Regions from separate parts of the Mus musculus genome. Here region 1 is linked to region 2. Evidence: chromatin contacts called from public promoter capture Hi-C data. All regions are on one chromosome and are shown on one strand. Each heading gives the region's core, a stretch centred on a gene start, on an enhancer-like site or on the middle of the called end of the contact. The rest is flanking DNA. Distances are from core to core; before and after follow the strand shown.

Region 1 (3,261 bases), core at 132-2,631, 57 kb before region 2:
AGAAACTGTTTAAAAAAAAAAAATAAAAGGACTTCAAGTACTTCAAGTACTATATTAAGCAGATATGGGGAGTGGACACCTTGTTTTATTCCTGATTGTGGAAATGTTCTGAGTTCTGTTTAGGCTGATGTTGGTTGCTGTAAATTACCTTTATTCTTTTGAGGTTTCTCTTTCTTTTTTTTTTTTTTTCCCCGAGACAGGGTTTCTCTGTGTATCCCTGGCTGTCCTATGTCCTGGCACTCACTCTGTAGACCAGGCTGGCCTCGAACTCAGAAATCCACCCGTCTCTGCCTCCTGCGTGCTGGGATTAAAGGCGTGCGCCACCACGCCCGGCTCAAGCTACTTTTCTTATATAGCTCATCCCCACCTGTCTAGGAAAGGTACCATCTACAGTGGGCTGGGTCTTCCAGCAACGTTGAAAATGCCCAACAGGCAATTCCTCAAGTGACACTCAACTTGCCAGATTATTTTGTCAAGTGAACAAGAGCTAAGCACACAGTGTTGTGTGTGTGTGTGTGTGTGTGTAGGTCAGAGGACAATTGCAGGAGTCAATTCTGACCTTCCACTATCGTAGCACATGGGGATTAAACTAAGGTCATTAGGTTTAGCAGCAAGCGCCTGTGTTCTCTGAGCCATTCAAAGCCCAAAATAGATTCCTTGATTTTTTTGCTGGTCTGGAACTATGTAGTTCCATACCAGTTCGAGAGGATGGCCTCGAACTCCTTCCACCTCCCGACTCAGCCTTTCAAGTACTGGAATACTGCATGTGTCAGCACAGATGCACGTGGACCTGCTGACCCAAAGGTTTGAGATGTATTGTACGCAGGCTGAGGCAGTATTCTACTCACCAACAAACATTCCACCACCCCCTTAGGGATGGTATAAGGTGTAAAGGAAAAGCAGTCGGGGGAGGCCATGCTCACTGAACTAACATCGCCAGAACTCCAATATTGGAATACTAGCACCTGGCATATCTGCCTGTCGCACCCGTCACACAAGTTGAGATCAGAATCCAACAAAGCCGCCGTCCTCGGAGGGCTACGCCTACACTTGATTGACCAATGGGCAAAAGCACCTTGAATTGGGGAAGGCAGAGAGCGGGCGGTGCCAAGGGAGGACCTGCAAACCTCCCCGTTTAGTCATCTTAATTGTTGCCTGTAAAGAAGTGCTTCACCATTTTTAGATTTGTCAGTGCCCCCACCAAATGCAGTGGTTGATATCAGACTTGGGTAGGTTTCACGAAGTTCGCAGTAGCGTTAGTATGCTTTCTAGCAGATTAGGCAATTACCAGGGCAGCTCCCCATCCTGGGGCCCTTCAGTCAGCATTCCGCGGCTTTGGGGTCGAACAGAAGCCGAAGCCAATGAGCTTTGCCGAAATAAGAGGTGGGCAGGACAAATCCTTAAAGGGTCCACGCCCCGTGAGTAGAGGGTGACCCGGATGATGGCGGCCGGCGCGGCCGTAGCACTGGCCCTGTGGCTACTCCTGCCAGCAGTAGGAGTGGGAGAGGCAGGGCCGCCGCCTATCCAGGACGGCGAGTTCACATTTCTGCTTCCCGCCGGGAGAAAGCAGTGTTTCTATCAGTCCGCACCGGCCAATGCTAGTCTTGAGACCGAGTACCAGGTGAGAGAGGGGGTCCCGGGCTCGGAATAGAGCAGGGCTGGGGGCGTGGCCAACAGGCGGGAGGGGCGGGGCAGAGGTGTGGCCAGAACGCTAATAGTCTTGCAGAGAAGGGGCATGCTCTGCTCAGAGCTCTTTGGGTTGGGTTCTAGGGAAGTTCCTGGCGGCTGTTGGGTAGGTTACGATTAAGTTAGCGGTCAGGTAGACAGCCACCTTAGACTACTCAAGGGCGTTGGCAGGGTGGTTGATAAAAGACCTCACGTGGATGTATCCATCTTAGGGACTGGGAAGAAACCTTGTAGGTGTGGATGGATGTTGGTCTTCAGATAGGCCCTTGGGGGAATCCAAATAGCTTGCTGGGTTAAAACAAAACAAAACAAAACAAAAACCGCTTGCTGCTAAACTACGACGACCCGAGTTTCCTAACTCTATGGTAGAAGTGCAGCTCTGACTAATCTCCCTCCACAGGCGCTACTCCTCTATCTCAAGCAAATACCTGGGATTTGTGGTTGTTCTTTTTTCTTCTTAAAGATAGGTTCTTGGTGATCTTACATGGGTCTTTCCCGGTTCGGTTTAACCCAGGCTTTCTGTGGCAGATAGGCTTGCACAAAGCTGCCAGTTCCCCAATTCTTACCTGCTCTTCAGGTGATCGGAGGTGCTGGGCTGGACGTGGACTTCACCTTGGAGAGCCCTCAGGGTGTGCTGTTGGTCAGTGAGTCTCGAAAGGCTGATGGGGTACACACGTGAGTGAAGTCCTGCCCTGCCTTGGTTCAGTTACAGCCCTGCAGCTCCCCAGTGGCCTCAGGTTACCATCCTACTGGTTCCACAGACCAGCTGGCTGGTCACTCCAGGGTCACGTCTATGTCTCATCTGTCTGCCCAGGGTGGAGCCTACTGAGGCCGGAGACTACAGGCTGTGCTTTGACAACTCCTTCAGCACCATCTCAGAAAAGCTTGTGTTCTTTGAGCTCATCTTTGACAGCTTCCAAGATGAGGAGGAGGTAGAAGGTTGGGCGGAGGCTGTGGAGCCAGAAGAGATGCTTGATGTCAAAATGGAAGACATCAAGGTGAGCTGGGTATGATGGTGCATGCTTAGAATCCCAGTTCTGAGGAGGCTGAGGCAGGATGCCAGTGAGTTCAAGACCAACCTTATTTACATAGCAAGCTCCCGTCTCACAAAACCAACAGAAAGGGCCGGGAATAATTGAGTTGGCAGAGCACTTACCTAGGACGCTCCCACAGCTGAGCCCCCACACCCAGCACTGCACACACTGGGTATGGTTCTCTTGGTCCTGAGGATCACAAGTTCAAGGTCATCCTTGGCTTGCACAGACTAGCAGAGTTTGGTGAAGTGGCTTGATAGGCAAAGGCAACTGCACCAAGCCTGGCTACCTGGGGTCGTCTGCCATGCACGTGTGCCCCAATCCCTCTTAAAAAGAAAAGTCTCACACCCACCCAAAAAACAAAAAAAAAAACACCAAGGGGAAAACCCCTCAGTTTCTAGAGAAGACGTGAGGCAGGTGAACGGATAGCCAGAGCCGTGCGTGGTGGGGTAGGTAGGCATTCTGACTTAAGCAGCCTGACCCGTTCCTTTGTGCCCTGGCAGGAATCCATAGAGACCATGAGGACCCGGCTGGAACGGAG
Region 2 (3,219 bases), core at 372-2,871:
GTCACTGGGCAGACTGGGAGCCGGCAGCCAGAGCTGACGTCATGCAGTTTCCCTGAACCCTGGGACTAAGCAAAGTGAAATGGCTAAGGGGGTAAAGGCATCTGCTGCCAAGTTTGAAGACTTAAGTTTCACAAAGAAGAAGGACAGAGCTCTGGAAAGTTGTCCTTTAGACTCCACTGCTTCCATGCCAAGACTATCCCTCTACACACACACACACACACACACACACACACACACACACACACACTAGACATCTAGATAAGATAGGTAAAATAAAAATCTAACATTTTCTTTCTCCTGTTTTAAAAAAATGGGTGTCTGATACAGGTGGGGGGTGGCAGTGCACACCTTTAATCCCAGCAACTGGGAGGCAGAGGCAGGCAGATCTCTTTAAATTCAAGGCCAGCTTAGTCTAAAAAAAAAGTGTGTGTGCGTGTTTTTCATAGAAAAGAAAGGAAAAGAAAAGGAAAGGAAATGAGAGAGAAAAGAGAAGAGAAGAGGCTAGAGAGATGGCTCAGCCGTTAAGAACACTGGCTGCTCTTCCAGAGGTCCTGAGTCTGAGTTCAATTCCCAGCAACCACATGGTGGCTCACAACCATATATAATGGGGTCTGATTCTCTCTTCTGGCATCCTACAGATATAGCACTCATACACATAAATAAAAAGAAATCTATTTTTAAAAGGGTGGGGTGTGTGTGTGTGTGTGTGTGTGTGTGTGTGTGTGTAGTTGGAGCAATGGCTCAGCAGTTAAGAGCACTAGTTGCTCTTCCAGAGGACCCAGGTTCAATTCCCAGCACCCAACATGGTGACTAACAGCCATCTCTAACTTAGGGAATCCATCACCTTCTGATCTCAAGCACCAGGCATGATACATAAACACACACACACACACACACACACAGGCAAAACACTTTCATACATAAAATAAAAAATTCTTTTTTTAAGGATGTGTTTATTTTTTTATTTATATGAGTACAATGCAGCTGTCTTCAGACACACACTAGAAGAGTGCATCGAATCCCAGTGCAGATGGTTGCATGTCACCATGTGGTTGTTGGGAATTGAACTCAGGACCTCTGGAAGAGCAGTCAGTGCTCTTAACTGCTGAGCCATCTCTCCAGCCCTTCTTCTTCTTCTTTTTTTTTAAAGAGTATTTCCTGGGCAGTGCAGCAGAGCACACACTATGGCTTCCCAGACAGCTCTCCTACAAATGCCAACTGTCCTTAGCTGGCAGCAGCAATAGCCTCCAGCTATCTAGTTCTTCCTTCCCCAGGCCACCTGCCTCCACAGGCCTGAGTACTTTTCTTAGCTGTTGCTATGACCTTTCCTGTGTGTCCTGGCTGCCCTAACGTTCTAGTCCCACTTAGCCAGTTCTGTGCTATGCGACGTGGGTCTGCTTCCTTCTCTCTCAGGTCTGGGTTTCCTGGTTAGTAAAACTCTGCCAACTGTGAGGGATGGCAACAAATTTGTGGGGGATGTCGAGAACTCTGGCTCAAAGACATCCACACCTCGATACGTAAACGTAAGATCATTTCTCTAGGCCTGGTACAGGGACAGCACATGGTAGGTGGTCAGTTAAGTGTAAAGTGTTGCATCATTTCTCATTCCGAAAAGGAGCTGCCTCCTTCTGTTTCCTTCCCTTTTTTCTTTGGCAGAGTGACTCATGCAGCCCAGGCTGGCCTCAAACCCTATGGAGCAGAGGATGGTTTGTAACTCCTAACCTTCCCGGTCTCTACTTCCCAAGTGCCAGGATTACACATGTGCATCACCATGTTTATGTAGTGCTGATGGACTTGAGGCTTTACACGAATGCTAGGCCAGTATGTTAATAAGTCACACACACAAATACCCCTTCCCCAACACAGATATTCAGAAAGCTTTTCTACAAAGGTCTTGTGTCCACTCAGAGCTGGACCAATACAGTCCGGGTCTCCAGACTATCTAGGTTCACTAGTGGCTCTCGCCACAAACCATTGACCTTTGCAGGGGTTTCTGCCAAGCCACCCTTCCCTAGGGGACTGCCCACCTAGTAATAGTCAGAGGCTGTATTGAGAGCCTATCCTTCCTTCCTTCCCACTCCTGCTAGTTCAGCCTCAGACAGATGGTAGTTGGTTCTGTAACAGATCAGAGCTCCTGCATTTGGTCAAGTCACCAGCAGCTTGAACAGTGCCTTATAAATCAGTGTCGGCTGCTAGGATTCAATGTTATTGAAGAGACAGAAGGCATCTGAGCCACTGCCCAGAGAGGGCTCTTTATCAGGCCCTCTCTGGGCAGTGGCTCAGTTATGGCATAGGAGGACATCCCCGTTCACAGGACTAGTGACAGGGACCATTGTAAACAGCTTTTCCTCCTCAGAGCCTCTAGGGCTCTAAGCCTTAGGCCCCTTGGAGGATGAAAAGGGCTCCTGGGAGGGGACAAAAAAGAGGTAGCACAACGGCTGATCCAAAACCCAGGTCTGTTTATTTTTTTCTGTACAGAGAGAGTGGAGAAGGTAGAGACAGCTATGTGAACCAACAGCTGGAGGTGGGTCTCCAGGCCTCCAGGGAGGGAAGCCAAACAGAAGCAAGGAAGGATGAGTCAGCCATTGCTTGAGAAACCTGGCAGGATGTAGGTAAAGGTCCTGCGTGGAGACCCTTCCCCGTCTCCGTAATTCCGGAGACCTCGGAGCCTGAAGCCATGAGATTAGAGGTCATGCCGCATAAGCTCCACCTGCTATCTCTGGCAAACTGACCAGGGCCTCTGGTGAAGGTGGGTGTGTCTCTTCTCAAGTGACAGGGTGAAGCCTTCCTGTTGCCTGCTAAACTCTGCACGCACAGCCTGCTCCTATCAACGCCATCCCTGCCTGCCCACACAGGCTCAGTCTTCCCCCATTACAGGCCAAATCTGACTGTAAGCCCCTTAAGCCTCTTCCTCCCTACCTGTCTGTCCCTACACCATGCTTCTATCCCAGCAGCGGCCACATCATGGCAGGACCAAGCCTGCTCTCCCCAATCTCCCCTTCTACTGACCCAGAATTGGGAACAAAACAGGTGGGATGAAGGACTGACTCTGCCATTTCACAGACAAGGACACTGAAGCTCAGGTGGTGGTAGTGGCAACCCGGCACCTGCCTGGCCATGTGAGTTCAGTTCTGGCGCTGCTTACCACGTACCACCCAGCTTCTGCCCAGCAGTCCCTCCCTAGCCAGGAATCCGGCAGGACCCAAATCAGTCCCACCC

The links. Promoter capture Hi-C pulls out the DNA fragments that hold promoters and counts their contacts.
Region 1: a contact with region 2 is called in a promoter capture Hi-C map of macrophages, with 6 read pairs. The contact joins the promoter of Tmed1 here to the enhancer-like site in region 2. A contact is called at or near these places in 2 of 39 promoter capture datasets (the C10 cell line and macrophages), 1 of 15 datasets of contacts at CTCF or cohesin (CD8 T cells), 3 of 484 Hi-C or Micro-C datasets (Th1 cells, bone marrow-derived macrophages and muscle stem cells), 5 of 115 datasets of contacts at active chromatin or transcription factors (bone marrow-derived macrophages, effector CD8 T cells, embryonic stem cells and 1 more) and 3 of 9 other capture datasets (adipose tissue, liver and pancreatic islet).

Annotation. Positions count from the first base shown.
Region 1 is chr9:21,508,354-21,511,614 of GRCm38.p6, reverse strand. Tmed1 (transmembrane p24 trafficking protein 1) reads left to right here and starts at 1,381. Exons shown (of 4, transcript NM_010744.4): 1 at 1,381-1,621; 2 at 2,264-2,361; 3 at 2,501-2,684; 4 at 3,224-3,261. The coding sequence starts at 1,439.
Region 2 is chr9:21,451,598-21,454,816 of GRCm38.p6, reverse strand. The region is part of intron 1 of Dnm2 (dynamin 2); the gene reads right to left. Among named protein-coding and RNA genes, the nearest start is that of Gm46104, 13 kb to the left of the region's middle. Within about 2 kb of position 1,621, at least 100 of the 459 cell types and tissues checked have an H3K27ac peak or open chromatin away from gene starts, as enhancers often do. A contact at or near this core is called in adipose tissue, bone marrow-derived macrophages, macrophages and 3 more, where this site is marked.